2 separate regions of the Mus musculus genome follow, and region 2 is linked to region 1. The links are chromatin contacts, called in public HiChIP or PLAC-seq maps. All regions are on one chromosome and are shown on one strand. The core of a region is the stretch at or near the end of the contact, and the rest is flanking DNA. Distances in the headings are between cores, read along the strand shown. Region 1 overlaps Slc13a4 (solute carrier family 13 (sodium/sulfate symporters), member 4). Region 2 holds the start of Fam180a (family with sequence similarity 180, member A).

Region 1 (5,463 bases), core at 2,049-4,548:
GGTTATTTGAACAAAGTTTAAAACCTATCATGAAAGCCAGCAGACTCCTTTCCTTCTTCTTCTCCTTCTTCTCCTTCTTCTTCTTCTTCTCCTTCTCCTTCTCCTTCTCCTCCTCCTCCTCCTCCTCCTCTTCCTCCTCCTCCTCCTCCTCCTTCTTCTTCTTCTTCTTCTTCCTCTTCTTCTTCTTCTTCTTCTTCTTCTTCTTCTTCTTCTTCTTCTTCTTCACTTTTACCAAGTCCTTCCCATCCAGTGTCAGACTCCCTGCCTTTCAACTCAGCTACGCCTTGGCATTAATCACCATATCCTGACATGCTGTTGCATTAGTTCTGGTCATTACTAGATTACACTTCCCATGATGACAGACGGGAGCTATGTTCTCTTACATCTCTCACTGTGCCTCGATTTACTCTCTAATCAGCAACTAGCTGTATTTGGGGGATGTGTGTGTGTGTGTGCATGTGCGTGACTGTGACTGCAGACATGGATGTGCCACAGTGTAGGTGTGGAGGTCAGAGGACAATTTTAAGGAACTAGTTCTTGCTTTCCACCTTATTTAAGGTAGGTCCCTCTTGTTTCTGCCACAGTGTGACAGTGTAGCTGGCCCAAGGACTTCCAGATGACTCTGTCTCTGCCTCCCCTCTCCCCCACAGGAGTACTGGGATTGCAGATGCATGCTACCAAATCTAGCTTTTAACATGGGTCCAGGGGATTCAAACTCCTATACTCAGGCTGGCTGGCACATACTTTTTTATCCGGCATGCCATCTTCCTAGCCCCTCAACTTTTTTATGTTCAATAATCAAAAGATAACTCTTAGTGTGGTTTTATAAACATTGTTGACTCCCACATATTTCACTATACTTAAATGTCCTTTATGTCTCAATTATTTTTCCTGCCATTAAAACTGTTCTTGTTTTGTCACCTTAAAAGACATTTTAAGTTAAAAGTTCATCTCCTCACTTTTTTGCCATGGATCCTCTAACTATGTGACTATTATTTATTGAGTATCTACTTTTGCATGTTATTCCACTGTTGGCAATTTAAAGGTTTTACTAAAAGACTGAAGAGGTGGATATAGAAACTCAGCCAACTACAGTATACCCCTGATCTCAGCCTTGCCCTGAGCACTCCATGGTGTATGGAATTAACTAAAGCCACAATCCCAGCCTAGCCCTGAGTGCTCTACATTGCAAGGAATTAATAGTGTCCCCAGGGAACAATCAGAGTTTAGAAGCAAAGGAAGGTGTTCTGGAGGGCACCAGGCCTGAACTTGGCTTTGAAGCCTGTTCCAAATGCACAGCCAGACACAAAGACAGAATGTTCCAAGTGAGAATGTAGCAGAACATAGGTGATGAGGAAAGGGATTCTGAGAACGGAAGGATCCAACAGGGACGGGGCTGGATGTACCAGGGAGACATGTGGACGAGAAGGGAGGGTTAATCAAAGTGAAGGACAAAAAATATAAGTTTATTCTTTCTTTATTAATGTATTGGTTCTTTCTCATTTGAGTGAAATGGGGAGGGGGAGTAAAAATTGTAAAAGTACCTTCAAAATTTCTATCCCACTGAGTGTGGCAGTAAGTCTAGTTCTTAGCTTTTGAGTCAGGGTTTCTCTGCATAGTACTGGATGTCCTTTAACTCATTCTGTAGACCAGGCTGGCCTCCAAGTCGAAGATCCACCTGCCTCTCCATCCCAAGTACTGGGGTTAAACGTGTGCGCCACCACTGCCTAGCAGAGTTGGTATTTTTAAACAACCAACTATTCTAGCTAGTAGTAGAATGCTTGCCCAACGTGGGAGAGACCCTGGGTTTGATGTCAGAGCTGAAGAAGATAAGGAACTACCCAGTTATTTGAATAAGCCTCCCCTCACTGCTTCTACTTCATCAGCCTCTGCCTCTGAGAACACACTGTCCTGCCCATGGCCTCTTCCCAGGTGGTGACTGGCCTTCCTGACCCCCCTACAGGTGGCGGCTGAGTACTTCAAGAACACCACGCTGCTGTTGGTGGGCGTCATCTGTGTGGCAGCAGCTGTGGAGAAGTGGAATTTACACAAGCGCATCGCCCTGCGCATGGTCTTGATGGCGGGAGCCAAGCCTGGCATGTGAGTCACATGGCATGTGGGGTCCTGGGGCAGTGGTTCCTCTGCTAAGTGGGAGGTGACACCAGGATGATGGACTCCCACCTCCCGCACCTGTGAGAGAGATCCCAATAACTAGGAGTGATCCTGATAGCCACAGAATACAGATCTGAATGGTAGCCCTGATGTTACTATCACCTGAATCTAAGGAATTCTCTTCACAACCTGGACCACAAGGACAGGTTTGCAACACCTGAGGGCCTTGTGAGAAAGCATAAAATGGACCAAACAGAAACAGTTTCTCTTTTTTTTTTTTTGCCTGTGGGTTAGAGTGCACATAGGTCAAAGAATTGGGTGGCTTTTCCATTGTCATTTAAGAAGCCATGAACATCTCTTCCCATCCACCCAAGTTGCTGAGGGGGGTGGGGGGAGTGTTGCTTCAATGCCTCACATGCTCCCTCTTTCTCCTTCCACTCGGCCATCAAGAGACCCAGCAAGGGGGCATCCTCACCCTCACAGCATTCGTGAGGGCATCAGGGTGGACAGTTTTGTGTGAGCCTTGCTCCCACTGCACAGGATCTCCTTTGTTCCTCTTCCCTTTCTCCACTCCTAACGGCTCCGGCTCCTACGTCTATGCAAGCTGCTGCACCCGCTGGAAGAGCAGACTAGAAACAATGTAGCACTGTTTTCAGCATTAGTCTTTCAAATGAGTTCTTGGAACTCTGAAGCCCGCCCCTGACTCCCAGGTTGCAAAGCAGAGCCTTGCTAATTATGGCTAAAGCCACCCAGGCCCAGCAACCGGCTGCCCACTCTGTGCTTCCAAGGCACACAAGGAGCATTGCTTCCAACATAGTGGGACCTTGTGGCTCCTTTGACTCTGTTCTGTTTTTTGTTTTGTTTCCCTTGTGGTACTGGGGGAGGGGTGGAGAGAATGAATGAAGCAATCGCTCATCCTTGCCCTAAGCAAGCACTCAAGCCCCGAGCCACATCTCCAGCCCCTGCATAGCTCTGGAAATCTTTATCCTATCAACAAGAATGTCCACCTGTCTGGGTTTGCCTTCTTCCCTATTTACCACACTACCCAGCAAGTTCATGCCGGCATGGCTCGATATCATGGCGCGCTATCAGTGGGTGTGCCAAACATGAGAGCTATGTTGCTCTCAGCTCAAACAAAACACTGCCAGGACTCAGCCCTGCTTGGGCACAATCCACACATGTGCTGTCTCCTTTGTGCAAAGTCATCTGAAGTATAAACAAGTCATCTTTGTCTCCACCTCTCCTAGGCAGCAAGCCCCAGGTCTGCACAGGCACGGTTTGCACTGTGCTTCCAAGTCAAAGGGAAATCATTTGAAGGTTATTTTTGTTCTGTGCTCCTCCAAGCTTGACGCTTTCAGAGACCAGCTGGAGACACACACACACACACGCACACACGGACAGGGGAGACTACTGTGGCTTTGTGGCCATCCTTGCAGCTAGTTGGCACTGGGACAAGTCGTGGGAGAACGAAGTGCCAGGACTGTTTGCTCCCAAATTACTGTGCTGACTTGCTCAGAGCATGGGGTGCCCTAGACTTGCTGGCTGCAGGGGAGGGGAAAAAGATCCCCTTATGCATAAGAGACACACCACAGAGCTCCACCTAACGTCCACACAGAGAGAAGGGAACAGCCTCTGAGTCCCTACCCTGGATCCTTTCTATCAAAGCTAGCCCTTCTTTCTTTAAAAGCTTTTTTCCTGGCCATGGTCACTAGCCACGGCTTGGGAATCATTTGCTGGACCAATGCTGAAATAAAGGGTTACCCCGCACCAAGTTCTGGGAGTTTAGAGGTGAATGGCACCTGGGGGCTCATTAGGGTCATAATTCATCAGGATAACGCTCTGCCCAACCGTCCCTGCCCTCCAGGCTCCTGCTGTGTTTCATGTGCTGTACCACCATGCTGTCCATGTGGCTCTCCAACACCTCCACCACCGCCATGGTGATGCCCATCGTGGAGGCGGTGCTGCAGGAGCTCATCAACGCTGAGGAGGAACAGCTGGCAGCCGGCACTGAGGAGGCTGAGCTCATGGGTACAGTTCACTGGGGGCCCATCTCCCCTTTGCTCCTCCCCCCAGCCTGGTGCCCATCTTCATTGGAGCCTCTTGGCCATGCCAGCAGTCACAACCCAAGCTACCCTTAGCCCATTCTCATTCTTCCTACGTTGCTCACAGGCATCCTCCACCCCTTCTCTTTGTCCCAATTTCTCAAGCATTATTACAAAACTCCGGTGTCTGCCTGCATCTACAGCCCCACTATGCCTTCAGAGCAGAGAGAAGGGGAGAGGCCATCACACCTCTGCCCCTGCCCTGAGCCCCTGGCCTTCCACATACGGGGTCCACTGCAGCCTTAGTTTTAACTTCCTGTGTTTCTTTACCACTTTAGGTCTTGATGTAAACAACAGACAGACGTCCATGGAACTCATCTTTGTCAATGAAGAGTGAGTATGACCATCCCTCTTCCCAGACGGAGCCTCTTGGGGCCATTAAAGAGGACAGGAAAGATAAGACCAAATCGTCTCTTTTAGATGCATGTGCCAAGCTCGCCATCTTGTCCCCATCCATAGGATCTACCTCTGACGATCTTGAGGGGGTCTCCCCTAATTCCAGAACACTTGGGAATAAGGAGGAATACAAAGACCCACGTTAATTCCAAGTAGATGTAGGAGCCGCCCTATGGCTGCCAAGTACAACTACATCTGTACTGATGCGGTTAGAATACTGGGGGACAGTTGTTGACAGGCTGTTTGATGCTCTAGCAAGCTGAAGCTAGGAAAGGAGAAACATGGTCTTGAGCATTCAAATGCTGTGGGGTCCATCAACAGCTGACTTCTTTTCAGAGTACATATATACATATATACATACATACATACAAACATACGTGGTCTTTAAGGGTATTCCATGGTGAATACAACCCATTTTTTTAAAAGATTTATTCATTTTATGTATATGAGTACACTGCAGCTGTACAGATGGTTGTGAGCTATCACGTGGTTGCTAGGAATTGAACTCAGGACCTCTGCTCACTCTGGCCCCGCTGGCTCCAGCCCATATATTTATTATTATATGTAAGTACACTGTAGCTGTCTTCAGAAACACCAGAAGAGGGCATTAGATCTCATTATGGATGGTTGTTAGCCACCATGTGGTTGCTGGGAATTGAACTCAGGACCTTTGGAAGAGCAATACAATGCTCTTAACCACTGAGCCATCTCTCCAGCCCCGAATACAACCCATTTCAAAGTTGTATTTCACAATGGTTCTTTATAATTTGCCCGTTTAAATACAAAAAAAAAAAAAGAATAAGAGCTCATACCGAATGAACTCAACCTATAGAGCTGGACAGACACAGAGAGG
Region 2 (5,463 bases), core at 1,569-4,068, 38 kb before region 1:
ATAGTGTCTATGCGCTGAATACAGAGTCTGTAGCAGGTATTGGTCTCAGCTCTTACACATATTAATTCCATTCCTAATAGCATTCTTCAGAAAGGAAACTACCTGTCTCCTCGTTCTGCAGAGAGGGAAATGGAGGCAAAGGTTGGGTGGAGGAACCACACTAAGACTTCACAGCTAGTAGCTGTCAGAATAACAAGAGCAGGCAGCCTGCCCCTGAGCTTTGCCTGGCTTCCAGCCCTGCACTGCCTGATCCGGTGGTCACTGGCCACCCCACACTACAGAGAGCTTCATCTTGGTTGACTGATATTGAGGATACAATCACATGTCGCAGACTGCACACAGCCTGGTTTCTGCTCTACTGCAGCCAGGCTTCCCTTAAAGTCTTGCCATCATCCTTTAGGAGGTGTTAAACTTACAAGAGGGTTTGGCTTGAGTTTCTAATTCAACAAAGAAAAATAATAAACTGTTTATTATTTGGAACCGAAAGGTTCCTGAAACTGATATCTGAAACAGCGATGTGTCTGAAGACAGCAGCACAGCCAGGTAGAACTCAATTAGCAAGCAGATTGCTCTTTGAGCCACCTGCACTGTGTGGGAAATGTGGTCTCCTTTGAATGGGGAGTAGCCGTGGTCCTCGCTTGTGCATTGTCTATAAGATGTTTATACGTGTACAAAAGTTTTGTCGTGATCTGAGACTGGAGGCCTTTACTTTTAAACTTTAATTTCAATTTTCTAAACAAGTAGTAACACAATGGGGCCACTTCCTGCTTACAGTGAGTGTTAGAAGCTTCGATTTGTGTGCATTGCGTGTGTGGTTTCTCAGACCCGGAATATTCAGGGGTGAAGAGGGGTGGCAAGAACTACGCATGAGCCGTGAAAATAGTCATTAATGGAATTAGTCTTTCACCCCTGCCTCTTAGGACTTTTATCAACCATTAAATGCAACAACTCCCAAAAGAAGAAAGTGTGATATGAGACACATTTAAGACGTCAAAGACTTTTGTATGGTGTGTGTGTGTGTGTGTGTGTGTGTGTGTGTGTGTGTGTGTGTGTGATATGTCTTGTTAGCACTTACTGATTGTAGAAATGATATTTCGAATATGGTAAATTAAGTACAATGAGATGTAACTACACCTGTTTCTTTTATTTTAAGGGGGTTTCTAGAATTTGTAACCACATACGTCTGCAGGGAGCACTGCTCCATACTGACCTCCTCATTGTAAACTTTGACCAGTTAACACAGGTGATGAGTCTAACACTAAACCTGAAACATGCTAAACACCCGAGGGCCATTATCTATATTAGTGACATCAGTGGCTTTCTCTGATTAGCAGGGAGCTCCAATGGAAGTATAAGGGACCGCATGGTGTCCACTCTGGTAGTCCACTTATCCTGACCACTGTCTCCACAGGCTAGAAAGCCGTAACAGTAAGAGATTCTTCAAAGTTCTCCAAGCTTTCATAGTCTCCTCTAGAGGTAAGGGAAGGGGGCACATAATTAGAGACATAGCATGCCTACAACTGTGCTTCTATGTGTGTATGCCTGTACATGTCTGGGGAGCGAGTGAGCATTGCCTGTGCATGCATGTGAGAGCGATGTCAGGTGTCTTCCTTAATCCTGCTCCACCGTACAAACCTGAAATTTAACCAATTCATGTAGCGAGTCCGGTCGGCAGGCCTGGGGATCCTCCTGTCTCTGCCTCCCCAGCTGAGGACTGAGATTACAAACAGATGCTGCTGTGCTGGTTACTTCCTGAGTACTGGGGATCACGCTCACACAGCAAGCTCTTTAACAACTGAGCCGTCTCCCAGTACTTTTTAAATGATGATGGGAAAATACTGCCATTCTGCTAGACATAAAAGGATTTGGTCGCTGATCTGGGCACAGTACAGAGAGGTTCAGTGGCCCCAAGGGTCAGGTTGCAAGCTGCTTGGTCCCCAGTATAATAGGGTGAAAAAGTATATAGAACCCTCTCGATAGAGAGCAGGGCTTGGTGCAAAGTAACTAGCTCATTGGGGCATTGTCCCTGGAAGGGGTTAATGTAGTTCTTTGGGGACCCTGGTTAGTTACCTTGAAAGGTTTTTGCAAACAGAGAAAACCTGACCCCCGAAGGCTTCCTAGATCAGCATGAAATCTCTTCCCTGCAAACATTCCCACTGAGGTGTCTTCTGCCATCAGATCTTAGTCAGAACTGTGCAAGAAGCCAGTGTCATGCTCTTGACCCTCAAGAAGAATATGCTAATTAGACCTCTTCTCTTTAAAAACTCTGTGGAAAGCACCCAATGGATCATGGATGTGAACAGGAGCTCAGCTTCCCAGCCTCCTGCATAGACTCACAAGGTTCCCAAAAGCAATACCTATTCTCCAAGGCCACCTGCCCACTCTGCTCCTCACAACCTACCAATGCCCCACCTACCCAGAAGCTAGGAAAGGCGCCAGACCCCAAGACCCACAAGTCTAGCTCCAGGGAACGATAGCAGGAACACCCCACCCTAGTACCACAATGACTGTGCTGTCCTACAGGCAACTCTGAGCTCCACCAGCCCCACCGTCTGCCAGGCAACCTCCCAGCTCTTCCTCCAGCCCGCAGTCCTGGCTCTGAAGTAGTATGTGTGGACAGGGAAAACAGCCAACTTCTCGCCGGGCTCTCTAACAAGTTCCGCGGGTCTGTTTGTTAAAGAAAAATTCCAGTGGGCGCATCCAACACATGGAACTCAAGTACAGAAATTATATTTATCCAGCCCACTGCCAAAGAGATCACATGCCCCGTGAGTCACTCCAGATGTGCTCAAAAACAGAGCCTCTGTGTGGAAGCCTGGTCCCCTAATCCCAGAGAGAGTTAGGTTAAGAGAGGTACCAACTTCTGTCCCACCCAAGAGGCTGCATCCGCCTCCATCCTGTGGAGCCAGGGAGAGGCCCTTGCTTTCCTTATAGACAAGAAAGGGCAGTAAGAACTCTGTCCTCTCGCTGAGAAGAGCAGGGGTCCACCTGCAGCCCCTGGGGTCCCGCAGGAATAGAAGGTCAGCTTGTCTCCCTCCTGGAAGATGTCCTGGAAGGCGCTGACGATTCTGCTGGTATTCTCCAGCACCCAGGCCACTGCGTCCTGCAGGTGGAGCAGGGGTGAGTTGTTTTGAATTCTTGTGTTTCTCTGGTGCTCATTCATCTTTCTTGAATAGAATTGTGGCAGTGGAGTAGAGTTAGAGGGAGGAAGGAATTAAAAGCCCCGTGCCTGCTTCATACGCCAACTTTGCCAGTGCTCTATGGTCCCTCTTGGTAAAAGGTGATAGGAAATACCCGGTGGAAGAGCATCGAAGCAGCCAATTTGGGAGCCCGATGGAGGTTGAGAAGCCATCGGGTTGCTCCTGCTGGTGAGCCAGAAAGAACTCTTGGGTGTTTCGGAGGATGGGTAAGGGTTCTCTGCAGATCCCTGCCTGCTGCTGCTGGGACAGACCCCCCGAGAGAAGGTATCAAACTCAGCTGCCTGTGTGATGGAATGGTGGCCACTGGGACTAACGCAGAGAGTTCTTGGCCACACTGGCTAAGAATGAGGTCTCCAGGATGCTATGGGTGTGCATTTTGGCAGCCAGGTAGAGCTGTGTGGTGGTGAGTGAGAGGGGAAAAAAAAAAGAACATTTAGGGCATCCACCCAGTGTGCTTGGCCCCTGTCATTCACATCAAGCCTCCATGGAAAGAAACCGGTGTGTGCAAAAGCTTTACTCTCATGCTGATTGATATCTTCTCTCTCAGATGCCGCTTCTGAGAACAAAGGTGGCATCTTTACTCTGGTCTGGCTGCACTTGGCAGTCACCGGGGACATATCAGGCCAGCTAGTTTATTACTATCAGGAAATGAAGAGCTGGGGGGTGTTATCCACTCCATGCCAGTCTGAGGAGAAATCTTCCCGCTGCCTACATTCAAATGAGTTCACGTCCCCAGAAAGACCTAGAAATCCAGCGTTCCCTCAAGTCAATCCAGACGCTCTTTATAGAGACCCCTAAGGGCATGAGGATTGGTATGGGGACATGAATGAACCCCTCCTTCTCAGGGACTATGTCAGGGAGGGAAAGGGAGGCCTGAGCGGCAGAGGAGAAGCACTTGCAATGGAAGAGAGGGGCTCGAAGCCCTTATTAATCCTCCTTGTGCTTAAGCCTGATCTTAGGGACTGGCTGGGACATAAGTGTTGCTGAGGTGCAAACAACACACAATGCAGACATTTCACACACATTCACACACACACACACACACACACACACACACGCATGCACACACACACATGCCTACCTGCCATTGTGCTGTCTTTAAGGGCAGCACTTCGGGGTGGAAAGCAGAGAGGTCTTAGAAATGGATTCTGTCACTTACGTTCATCGCACTAGGAGCACAACTTAATTTGCCAAAGGAGACAACGGCATGTTCTCTTCTTAAGGCTCCAGCTGTCAGGAAGCCAAGAGGGCACTGGGCGTTCAAGAAGGCTCGTAAACACCCCTGCAAGGACTCAGAGACTGCAGTGCTTTCTCTAACAAGCCACCTGCGTGATCTCTGGCAGGTTCCTAGCTTCTCTGGATGTTGTTAGCAAGTAGCATCCTAGCAATCACAAGACATGCCCTCAAAGGATGATTTGAGGATGATATTCAAAAATACGCTATGAAAATGATGTACATAAGCGTTAGTGGCTACTTACCACTCTAAAAAATATATATAAGCATTATTCCTTAATGAAAAGCTGAGTCTCTCCACATGCTTGGTAGCAACATCTGAGGCTCTTGGGAGAAGGTTTTTCCAGCAGGGACACGGGCTCTAAAGACCCAAGGCCAACACAAATGACCCAAAGGCCATTATGGGACAAAGTACGAAGGGCTAGATGTATGGTCAGAGACTGTGTTCGGAAGCAACAAGTGATGTGGTGTCCATCCAAGTTTCTTTAACATTCTTCCACGCAGTTGGCGTTTATTTTTTCCTTTATCTTAAACATTTTTTTTTCTAATTAAAAGAGGACACAATTTTTGTCACCTTCAGATCAGCTCGGTTGATAAAGTGCTTCCTGTGCAAGCATGAGAGCCTGAGTTGCCCCAGATTCCATGTTAAAAAAAATAAATAACCTGGGTATCTGGGTGTGGCAGCCTGTGTCTGTAATCCTATCGCTATGGAGACTGAGCATAGCATCCCACAGCTCGCTGCCACCAGCCTAACCCAGCTGGTGAGCTCCAGGCCAATGAGACATACTGTCTAAAGAAAATGGACTGTTTTCCTGAGAGTAATGCTCTTGAGGCCATCACATGGTACCTTCCTGTGTGTGTGTGTGTGTGTGTGTGTGTGTGTGTGCGCGCGCGCCTGTGCATGCACACACACACACACTAAAATAACTTTCCACAGGTGTTGTCCCTTTCACCTTATCCTTACTCCAACTCTGAACTGTCACCCTGCTTTCAATGAATTCCCTAAAAGGAGTTTAGGGGATGCTTTTCT

Evidence for each region. HiChIP or PLAC-seq counts read pairs in DNA pulled down with a chosen protein or histone mark.
Region 2: a contact with region 1 is called in an H3K27ac HiChIP or PLAC-seq map of embryonic stem cells, with 6 read pairs. The contact joins the promoter of Fam180a here to the enhancer-like site in region 1. A contact is called at or near these places in 6 of 39 promoter capture datasets (the 3T3-L1 cell line, embryonic stem cells, macrophages and 2 more), 2 of 15 datasets of contacts at CTCF or cohesin (the NIH/3T3 cell line and pro-B cells), 22 of 484 Hi-C or Micro-C datasets (the AML12 cell line, the C2C12 cell line, the G1E-ER4 cell line and 13 more), 3 of 115 datasets of contacts at active chromatin or transcription factors (embryonic stem cells, heart atrium and pancreatic cancer cells) and 3 of 9 other capture datasets (adipose tissue, embryonic stem cells and pancreatic islet).

Annotation. Positions count from the first base shown.
Region 1 is chr6:35,286,431-35,291,893 of GRCm38.p6, reverse strand. It overlaps Slc13a4 (solute carrier family 13 (sodium/sulfate symporters), member 4), which reads left to right. Exons shown (of 16, transcript NM_172892.3): 3 at 1,964-2,100; 4 at 3,977-4,140; 5 at 4,493-4,547. Among named protein-coding and RNA genes, the nearest start is that of Slc13a4, 19 kb to the left of the region's middle. Within about 2 kb of position 3,298, at least 99 of the 459 cell types and tissues checked have an H3K27ac peak or open chromatin away from gene starts, as enhancers often do. A contact at or near this core is called in Sertoli cells, adipose tissue, embryonic stem cells and 4 more, where this site is marked.
Region 2 is chr6:35,323,496-35,328,958 of GRCm38.p6, reverse strand. Fam180a (family with sequence similarity 180, member A) reads left to right here and starts at 2,818. Exons shown (of 3, transcript NM_173375.2): 1 at 2,818-3,120. The coding sequence starts at 3,045.